Regions from separate parts of the Mus musculus genome. Here regions 1 and 2 are each linked to region 3. Evidence: chromatin contacts called from public ChIA-PET and Micro-C data. All regions are on one chromosome and are shown on one strand. Each heading gives the region's core, a stretch centred on a gene start, on an enhancer-like site or on the middle of the called end of the contact. The rest is flanking DNA. Distances are from core to core; before and after follow the strand shown. Region 1 holds the start of Lime1 (Lck interacting transmembrane adaptor 1). Region 2 holds the start of Tpd52l2 (tumor protein D52-like 2). Region 3 holds the start of Polr3k (polymerase (RNA) III (DNA directed) polypeptide K).

Region 1 (3,126 bases), core at 456-2,955, 480 kb before region 3:
TGGCTGGAGCCCACAACTTGGAATCCTCTGTCTCCTGCAGTGGTGGAACCAAGCACGGTGGACACTGGGACCTGCAGTTCTGCCTTTGCTGGCTGGGAGGTACACACACGGGGCATTGGCTCCAAACTCCTCGTCAAGATGGGCTATGAGTTTGGCAAGGGTGAGTGCCTGCTGCCCTGAGTTGAGAGGGAGTCCTTAACACAGCTCAAGGTCTAGCAGGTAGCACAGCCTCTGTCTTTCTCAGGTTTGGGCCGGCATGCAGAAGGCCGGGTGGAGCCCATCCATGCTGTAGTGTTGCCTAGAGGGAAATCACTGGACCAGTGTGCAGAGATACTGCAGAAGAAGACAAAGCGAGGCCAGGCTGGGTCCAACAGGCCTCCAAAATGCCGGAGGAGTGGTAGTAGACCTGAGGGCCGCCCACCCCCCCGGAATGTGTTTGACTTTTTGAATGAAAAACTGCAAAGCCAGGTTCCTGGGACCCCAGATGCTGGGGTGGATACCCCAGAGAGAAGGAACAAAGACATGTATCACGCCAGCAAGAGCGCCAAGCAGGCTTTGAGCCTGCAGCTCTTCCAGACTGAGGAGAAGATTGAGCGGACCCAACGGGACATCCGGGGCATCCAGGAGGCCCTAACCCGGAACACTGGCCGGTATGTGTGGGATCCAGCTGAGGCAGTATGGGCTCCAGTGGCTATGCCCAGAGGATACCTGCTAAAGGTTACCTGACCTGAGTAGCAGCTGAGTCTGAGGTGGTCTAGATATTAGAGGACAGGCATTGGCTATAGCAGCTGAGGGCTTGGAAGTGGGGAGCCAGGAGGCAATGCTGACCAGCAGGCTCTCCCTAGGCACAATATGACGACAGCCCATCTGCAGGAGAAGCTGGAGGGAGCCCAGCGGCAGCTGGGTCAGCTGCGTGCTCAGGAGGCTGACCTACAGAGGAAACAGCGGAAGGCAGACACTCACAGGAAGATGACAGAGTTCTAGCGGCCCTGCCTGTATTGTGGATAGAGCCCTGGGACCCAGCTCCAAACTGCCTTGGCAGAAAGACAGCTGTCACCCTGATGCCTAAACAGCACCTGGAAGAGGAACCAGCCCCTTCTTAGGATGCCCCTTAATTAGCCTTGTCAGCCTAGAGTGTGAACACTGCTGAGTAGAGGTGGGACATCAGGGCTGATTTTGAACACTTATCTGCCCACCAAGCCCACCTACCAGTGTCTTGGGGTGTCTCCTTAGGACATTAAAGTGATTTCATCACAATTCTCTCAGTGGAGACTCAGCTGGCTTCAGGATTTCTGGGGACACAGGGATCTGTGTAGGTCCTGGGAGTAGACAGGTGGGCAGTGGGAGTACCAAATGAGGCCACTGCCTCTGTCTAGGGTCCAAGAGTCCAAGAGAAAAACATTCTCCCTTTTCCCTTCTCTGACCAAGTGGGTAAGAACCTAAGGTGGCTCTTCAGTCCCAGTACTCACAAGCAGGTAGGGTGTGTGAGATGGAAACACCTTAGGAATACAGTCAGTGAGAAAAGCAGGCAGACCTGGCTTGGGTGGGTTTGGGGTTCATTTCTGGTTTTTGGCTGCCACGATAATCCATCCAGTTCACCTGCTTTGTTCACCTCATTAATGGGTATCTGCCTCATTGGGGTGGAGGGGACTGTGCTGGTCTTTGTGGTAATTGCCTAGTGATAGCATTAGCCATGATGAGGTGTGAGGAGAGCAGAGACTGTGGGAGCAACTGCGCAAGAGCTGTGTGGCTGCTGGGAGGTGCTCTGAGAAACACAGGAAGTGAGGTGAGGCGTCACCAGCAGCCCACAAAGATCTTCCTGGCTGTCCTAGACAGGGCCAAGCAGCAAATCCCCGGTGGCCTCGGTAAGTGCTCCCTCACCCTTTATCCTGGGCCAGCCCCCAAGCCTCTCCATGCTCTGGGGTCTGGGAGGGTTAGTCCCTGCCTGGTTAGGCCATTGATAACTTGGCTGTAGCCAGGTTAGTCAGCTTGGGCCCACTCAGTGAAAGAAGCCTACACTCCAAGCCTGAACAGACAGGCCCTCACCTCAGAAGGCTGTTGTTCACCCCAATTTTACTTACCTTTAACGTCTGGGTGAGACCCTAATCAGCTCTGCAAAGGGTAACTCCAGGGAAGCCCCAGAGCCCCGGGAAGTGTGGAGTAGGGTGGGAGTACGTGGCCCTCATAGCAGCTCCTCCTGTTCATTGACACACACCTCCCCCACCCACCCTTTCTGTAGTGAGTAGTCTAGGAAGATTGCCTGACACAGGGGTCACTCTGTGGGCATTGGTGGCCGGAGGTGAGACCTGTGGTCTGTGGCTCAGAGTCAGAGTGAAGTCAGAGATTCCCCAGGTGATGGGCTTGAGCTCCAGTTATACACCCTTGTTCAGTTGAGGTCATAGCTACCCTGGCCATGCTCCTCTATCTCCATCTCCATTCCTGATAACTAACAGGGATAGGCAGAGCACTTCTTACCAGGAACCCTAGCTAGAGAGGGAAAGGTGGGTCCCCCTAGAGCACGGCAAAAATGCAAGGCTTGGGGGTTTCCGGTGTGCTGAGTCAACCAGGGAGAAGGAACCCACTAGTGGGCAAGATCTGCAAGTAGGCTGCAGCTGTACACTGCTCTCGCAGCCAGCCCCCAGTGCTCATCTCTTCTGTCCCCAGGGCTCTCTTCCCTGTTTCACAGGATGAGGCCACCAGTGCCTTCAGCCCCACTAGCTCTCTGGGTCCTGGGCTGCTTCTCCCTGCTCCTTTGGCTATGGGCACTGTGCACAGCCTGCCACAGGTATGTGCCTGGGATTCTGTCTGCCCTCACCCTGCATGGTTCAGAGCCAGAAGTCACGATAGAGAAGTCCATATGACGGCTCTATATGTGCTTCCACACTGAGCCTGGGCCAGCATCTGACTACCTGTGCACCTTCCTCTGCCTACTAGACTAACAACACTCTTGCCCCCAGGAAGAGAGCTCAGAGGCAGCAAACTGGGCTGCAGGACAGTTTGGTACCAGTGGAAATGGTGAGTGCCAGACTGTCCCAGGGGCCAGGGTGAAGACAGCAGGGAATCAACCAGCCTTCCTTGCTCCCTAGCCACTGCTGAGACAGACCCACCTCTGCTCCCTCAGCAAGT
Region 2 (3,157 bases), core at 78-2,577, 370 kb before region 3:
TACTGAGCCATCTAACCAGCCCTGAAAATTCAATCTTGTAGGTGGGACAATTCTGAAAGAGGGGGAATATTGTTTTAAGGATTTTTTTTCTTCTGAAAAATATTAAGGGCCAAAAGAAATTGGAAGGCTTGCTTTTAGCAGAGAGTTGCCCAATGGTCACGACTTCCTCATTTGGAATGGGGCGGGGGGGCACTCTTGTTCTCCTGTCAGTGTTGACACACTAAAACCATAAGAACCTCAAAGCTCGGGGCTGGTGAGATGGCTCAGTGGGTAAGAGCACCCGACTGCTCTTCCGAAGGTCAGGAGTTCAAATCCCAGCAACCACATGGTGGCTCACAACCATCTGATCACGAGATCTGACGCCCTCTTCTGGCGTGTCTGAAGACAGCTACAGTGTACTTACATATAATAAATAAATAAATCAAAAAAAAAAAAAAGAACCTCAAAGCTCTGGAGTGATCTTTGGAAATTTACTTTAGCCTCAGTTTGCTCATCTGTAAACTGGGAGGGGGCGCCAGTGCTGGCTCACCTGATGCTGTGAAAAGAAAGTGAGAAAATACCGGAGTGCTTACACTGGGCTGGGCTTCAGTTATTTGGAGGGTCCAACAGGTCCCTGAGGTGTTCAGTGCTGTGTGAACTCTTCCAGTACCAGAATACAAGCCGCCCAGCAGCCCCCAAACAGCTGGCCTACTAGTGTGGGAATCCAGCTGGAGACAGCGGCACCTGCAGGGCAAGAAGACGAATCGCGCTCTCTACACTTTTAGTGCACTCCCTAGACAATAAAAAGTCTCCATAAAGAGGTTGCAAAAGCAAGTTAATTGGTACAATGTTTGCCCAGTATGCATTAAGCTCTGAATTCTCGATCCCCAATACGGTATAAATCAGCTGTGATGGTTTGCTCCTGTAATTCTAGCTCTAGGTAGGTGGACGCAGGAAGATCACAGTAAATTCAAGGTCGTCCTTTGCTGCAAGCAACCTGACTCAAAAACCAAAAGAATTTACAGGGGGTGGGGAGAGGTTGACAGGGGACTGGGGAGTACATAGGCCTGAGTTTGACCTGTCGAGGTGCAAAGTCAGAAGTCTTGTGGGCAGCCGAGGTTAAAGGTGGGAAGTCGGCGAACTGCAACACAATCCGAACCACCCATGCCTCGAGCTTCAGCTGTTCTGCCCTTTTTCACCCTAGAATCTTACTGTGGAACCAGACTAGAAGCATTGCTTCCTGCTTCGCTGCAGTCTGACCTATCAAATTGAAAGATTTGTCTTAGGTGGGGCCAGAAGACGTTCTTATTGGACACTACTTCACCGAGGGCGGGAAGAAGGCGGAGTACGAACCCGAGCGGAAGGAAGGCGGCGCGTCGCTGATTACGTAAGCGACTGCGGCCCTACAGTTCCACTGGCTCGTGTGTACGAAGCTGCCAGCTTGCAGTCCTCGGGGCTGGGCTCCTGTAGGACCTGCGATCCCAGCACCGACGCCAGCTACACCCAGCTGCCGCCTGAACATGGACTCTGCTAGCCAAGGTACCCGCACCGTGGATGGGCAGGGGCTGTGCCGCATTCCCGCCCTCCGAGTCGCGACTCGGCCCCCCCTCAGCCTCTGCCAAACCAATCCGCTGTTTCTCTTCGGCCAAGAGGCCCTTGACCTCAAGGCTCCCGATGGTCTTGCTGTGTGTGCCCTGGCGCCTCGGCCTCCCTTCGGAGCACTGCGAAGCGGCGTTCCTCGGCTCCCTCTCAGTTCCTAGAGTTTCATAACTCCAGACATTTCTCCTTAATGCGCTTCACCCTCTGTCCTCTCGCTGGCTCTGCAGCTCTTTATCTTTCGTTGGGCCGTAGGGGATACCACATCTGGTGCTAGGCTCCTGCGGAGACGTTGTGGGCGGCTCCCTACGGGGAAGGGGCGGTGCAACTATCCTTGTGTTTGGAGCAGCGCCTCTTGGGTGGTAACGCCACTGTAGCCTACTTAGAGATTCTCAAGGGAGAAGGGTTGAGTGAGTCAGGGGCACACCCAGAACACCAGATCTGTTGCCAAAACAGACACCTGAGGCCAGTAAGGAGTTGCTACGGAGAAGTGTGGTTCAGGCTCAGGAGATTAAAATCTTGAGAAGGTGGTACACTGGGGATGCTTACTTAACTACACTGGCTAAATTAAAAAAAAACCTTTCTACTGTTTGGCTTGCACTAACACATTACCTAAGCATTAGAATTTTGGGTTTTTATACATTCTGGATTTTTTTTTCTACTGTGAAGGGAATTTGCAAATTCAGAAGGCTATCTACTGTTTTATTTTCATCTTTAAGTAGTAGATTCTGGTCCCTGGAATGACACTGCTAAGGATGTGACTCAGTCATTGTTGTGTGACAAAATGTTTCCTGGGAAGCCAGGTGTGGTGGCACACGCCTTTAATCCCAGCACTTGGGAGGCAGAGACAGGCAGATTTTTGAGTTGGAGACCAGCCTGGTCTACAAAGTGAGTTCCAGGACAGCCAAGACTATACAGAGAAACCCTGTCTCGAAAAACAAAAACAACCCCCCCCCCAAAAAAAAAAACCTTTCCTGGAAGATGCATCACACATCTATCTACTCATCCCAGCTAGGGAACTCAGAACAGACCAAAGGTACAGATACCACCAAAGTCTACTTTAGTGAAGTAATGTGCATTATTAGGGTTATTTACAGGGATATGGGCAAGGGGTTACTTACAGGAGCAGAAATGACCCAAAGATGGTCGCAACAGCAAATTCCACCCCAACCTGGGTGATAGTTCACAAAGCTGAGAACCTTGAACACAATACACAGCCTGCAGGCAGCTCAACAGGTTGGAAAGTGTCCTTTCGAGGAGCCTCAGTTATAAAGAGGTTTACCTCTTCCAAGCAATTGGCCTGGTATCTGCTTCTTCTGGGCAGCTGCTCTGGTCTCAAAACTCGGCTTTGAAACCTTTCTCTTCTGAGTCATCTTTGCAGCTCAGTTTCAAGCTGTGAGGGACTCTCAGCTTTTATTGTTGACTCTGACTGGGAGGGACAACGTGATTCTAGTTAGTTTTGGGGATTTCCTGAAGCTATTTTGAGTTGTTTACCTTTCTGCGTAAAGGTTTCCCTGCTGGATGGAATGTTTCAATCTCAGAGGAAACTATTACACAGCAGTGTTGGGAAAGGTCTTTCCCA
Region 3 (3,086 bases), core at 36-2,535:
TCCTTTTTCTGTGATAACTCCAGCTGTGTCAGGTTGACACAAAACTAGCCATAAATATTTGGCTTACATGTCAAGAGTCCATTGTTTAGGGGAGTCAATGCAGGAACTTGCTGCAGAAACAGAAGCCATTACCATGGTGGGATGCTGCTTACTGGTTTGCTCCTCATGATTTACTCAGATTCTCAGATTGCTTTTTTCTCTCTCTCCATTTTGTTCTTAGACTTACTTAAGTGTATGAGGGTTTTTGTTTGTTTGTTTTTTTTTTTTTTTGAATGCTTGTTCGTGCACCAAAGACGTGCTTGGTGCCTACGGAGGTCAGAAGAGGGCATTGGATTCTCAGGAACTGGAGGTTATGGACGTTTGTGAGCTACCATATTGGTGCTGGGAATTAAACCAGTGTTCACTATAAGAACAAGCAACAGCTGAACTATCTCTTCAGCCCCATCATTCTGCTTTCTTATATCACCCAGGACCACTGGCTTGGTGGTGACACCGCCCCCAATGGGCTAGACCCTCTCCTACCAATTTTAACTCAAGAAAATGCCCCCAGAGACTTATTTACTGGTCAATTTATGGTGACATTTTCACAATTGGGGTTCCTCTCCCTGGATATTTAGTTTGTGTATAGTTAAAGCAAACAGAAAACAACACACACATACATGTGCATGTTGCAGAATGACTGCAGAGGATTAAAGAGGCAAGGAGTTTCAAAGAAATCTGAGAAGCCAGAGCTGGGAAATATAAATGTCTATAGGAAATGAGATAAAAGAGTCAGCTGGACGTCTGTGAAAAGGAGCTGCTGGTATTTGTTACCTGCAGGGTTGAGTCTAGCTGTGTAAGTGAAAGGGCAGAATGAAACTAGGTGAAGAAATGGCCAGATGGAGGAATGGCAGGTCCAGATAGGATATCGTACGTCAGTCAGACAGCAGTTGAGACGTAGTATTAACAATGGGGACAGTGTTCCTGGGACATTTGGTTATTTTCTGTCCGTTCCGGATGAGAATATTGCGGAGCAGCATGATCCTCCTGTAACACGTCCATGGCTCGGAGTGCGGCAAGTGTCTCCTCATCACCCAGAACCTCTCACCTGGGTACTCTGGTGGTGCCAGCATTATCGGTCCAGTCCTCTTGGCGTTTCAGCTAGGGAGACGTGTGCACACGCGCAGAAACGACAGGGCTGGGCGTGCAGGCAGCATGCTATTGGCTGGATGGGAAAGGATTATCTGCGGTGACCAATGGAGTGTGCGAGGCTGCCCGCCGCAGTGCCTACTGGGAACGTCTTGAGGATCCCGGGTTGCCAGTTACGGAGCAAGTGAGACGGCTTTTGATTGGGCGCCTGCACCACGGAAGCGCCAGACAGAAGCGAGGTGTGGAAGCTGGCAGTATGCTGTTGTTCTGCCCGGGCTGCGGGAACGGACTCATTGTGGAGGAGGGGCAGCGTTGCCATCGCTTCGCCTGCAACACTTGCCCCTACGTCCATAATATCACCCGTAAGGTAAGTTCCACAGACGGGTGCCTTCTCTGCTTTCTGGGAGGCACAGCAAGCGTCGGCGCGCTCAGACCTTCCTGCAGGCTTTTGTGCTCTCGCTGCGGTGGTACCCCAAGTCCAGCAGTCGCTGCTCCAGTGGCGTCGCTCCGGCCACGTCGAAGCCCCCCCACCCCCCTCTAGCTCTCCGTTGCCCACTTTGTGATACTCCGAAAATTGTGAGAATTTTAGTTCATACCTTTTAAACCTACACTCCCCTCGTGCTGTCCTTGGCGTACCAGTCCGCGCCTCGCCTCTGATTTGAAATCCTTGGGTTCTTCTTGTGGCTCTTTTGCTCCCAGCCCCTGTCGTTATTCTAGAGAATCTTCACCATGTACGCAGTACTGTTAGGTCCTTCCTTTTGCCCGAGTCATTCTTACACAGGCACATATCACACTTATTCATTCTCCGCCTTACCCCCTACCCCCGTGTATGTGTGCATGTATGCGTCTCTGTTTCCCTCTTCCTTTCTCTCTCCCTCTCCTCTTTTAAAATAATGGCTACCTTATTTAGATTCCTGCCCTTCTGGCTGTTTGTGCATGTCTATAATTTTAGCACTTGGAGAGGCTGCGGCAGGAGAATAGGTTCAAGGCTCACCTGGGCTGCATAGCACATAGACACGCACACACACGCACGCACAGGCACAGGAAACAAACCAAACCCCAGCACTTTCAGTTTATCCACATTCCTTTTATATTTTTCACAGAATGCATTGCCTTCTAATATTTTATATCCTTGTTGCTATTTTGTGTGTGTGGTGCTTGTGTTGGAGCCCAGAAAGCTGTATTTCTAGCCCTTGGTGTTTTGTGTACCCTTCAACTCTTGTTTTGTTCCTCCTTACCTCAGTGACTGCAGGTGTGCACCACTGGGCCTTGGTGACATCTCATTCTTAATGTTTGCTCATTAGAGCTGTATGGTAGGAGTTTAGAGTCTGGATTTGTGGTAAGATGAGTTGTGACATAATTTCGAAATTAGAAGGATGCCTGATAAACTTAGGAAAGCAGCCAAAATGACCTGGGGAGTGCTGGTATACCCAGTTAAATGTCTGTCACTCCTGTTGGATTATTAGGTGTCTGAGGGGTATGAGAGAAGAGTGAGGTTTTACTAGGCTGATTTTTCTTCCTGCTCTGTCTGGTGTTTCCTTCTGTTTCTAGAGACCTTTGACATTGAACCTCTGTGCTGTTTTGGGGGACATCCCAGTCACAAGACCCCTACATTTCAGTGACTCACACTGCTCTTTGAAGAAGATAAATTTTGTAGAGGGAATGCTGGAGGGAGATTGTAGTTTGGTGGCCCACTTGTAAAACTGTACAATTACTTCAAATCTGATGTCTTGTTTCTATTAGGTAACAAACCGAAAGTATCCAAAGCTAAAAGAAGTGGACGACGTGCTTGGTGGAGCAGCTGCATGGGAGAATGTGGACTCTACTGCAGGTGAGGATTTTCCCATAACAGAGCTAGGGACTCAACCCTGCTTATTATTACTCGTTATTATATTTAATAATAATAAATTTATTATTATAATGTAACCCTGTCTGTTATTAGGGCCAGTGAGATGGCT

Evidence for each region. Hi-C and Micro-C count contacts between places; a contact is called where the count stands out from the background. ChIA-PET counts read pairs in DNA pulled down with a chosen protein or histone mark.
Region 1: a contact with region 3 is called in an RNA polymerase II ChIA-PET map of memory CD8 T cells, with 7 read pairs. The contact joins the promoter of Lime1 here to the promoter of Polr3k in region 3. A contact is called at or near these places in 2 of 39 promoter capture datasets (the 3T3-L1 cell line and pre-B cells), 1 of 15 datasets of contacts at CTCF or cohesin (the NIH/3T3 cell line), 1 of 484 Hi-C or Micro-C datasets (CD4 T cells), 1 of 115 datasets of contacts at active chromatin or transcription factors (memory CD8 T cells) and 1 of 9 other capture datasets (embryonic stem cells).
Region 2: a contact with region 3 is called in a Micro-C map of embryonic stem cells, with 7 times the contacts expected there. The contact joins the promoter of Tpd52l2 here to the promoter of Polr3k in region 3. A contact is called at or near these places in 1 of 39 promoter capture datasets (pre-B cells), 2 of 484 Hi-C or Micro-C datasets (the G1E-ER4 cell line and embryonic stem cells) and 2 of 115 datasets of contacts at active chromatin or transcription factors (large pre-B cells and memory CD8 T cells).

What each region holds. Positions count from the first base shown.
Region 1 is chr2:181,379,530-181,382,655 of GRCm38.p6, forward strand. It overlaps Lime1 (Lck interacting transmembrane adaptor 1), which reads left to right and starts at 1,706. Exons shown (of 5, transcript NM_023684.2): 1 at 1,706-2,785; 2 at 2,958-3,015; 3 at 3,087-3,126. The coding sequence starts at 2,688. It overlaps Zgpat (zinc finger, CCCH-type with G patch domain), which reads left to right. Exons shown (of 6, transcript NM_001048148.1): 4 at 41-160; 5 at 245-650; 6 at 846-1,264. The coding sequence ends at 984. It also overlaps a transcript of Zbtb46 not described here.
Region 2 is chr2:181,495,815-181,498,971 of GRCm38.p6, forward strand. Tpd52l2 (tumor protein D52-like 2) reads left to right here and starts at 1,328. Exons shown (of 9, transcript NM_001373959.1): 1 at 1,328-1,518. The coding sequence starts at 1,500.
Region 3 is chr2:181,863,075-181,866,160 of GRCm38.p6, forward strand. Polr3k (polymerase (RNA) III (DNA directed) polypeptide K) reads left to right here and starts at 1,286. Exons shown (of 3, transcript NM_025901.3): 1 at 1,286-1,495; 2 at 2,872-2,959. The coding sequence starts at 1,385.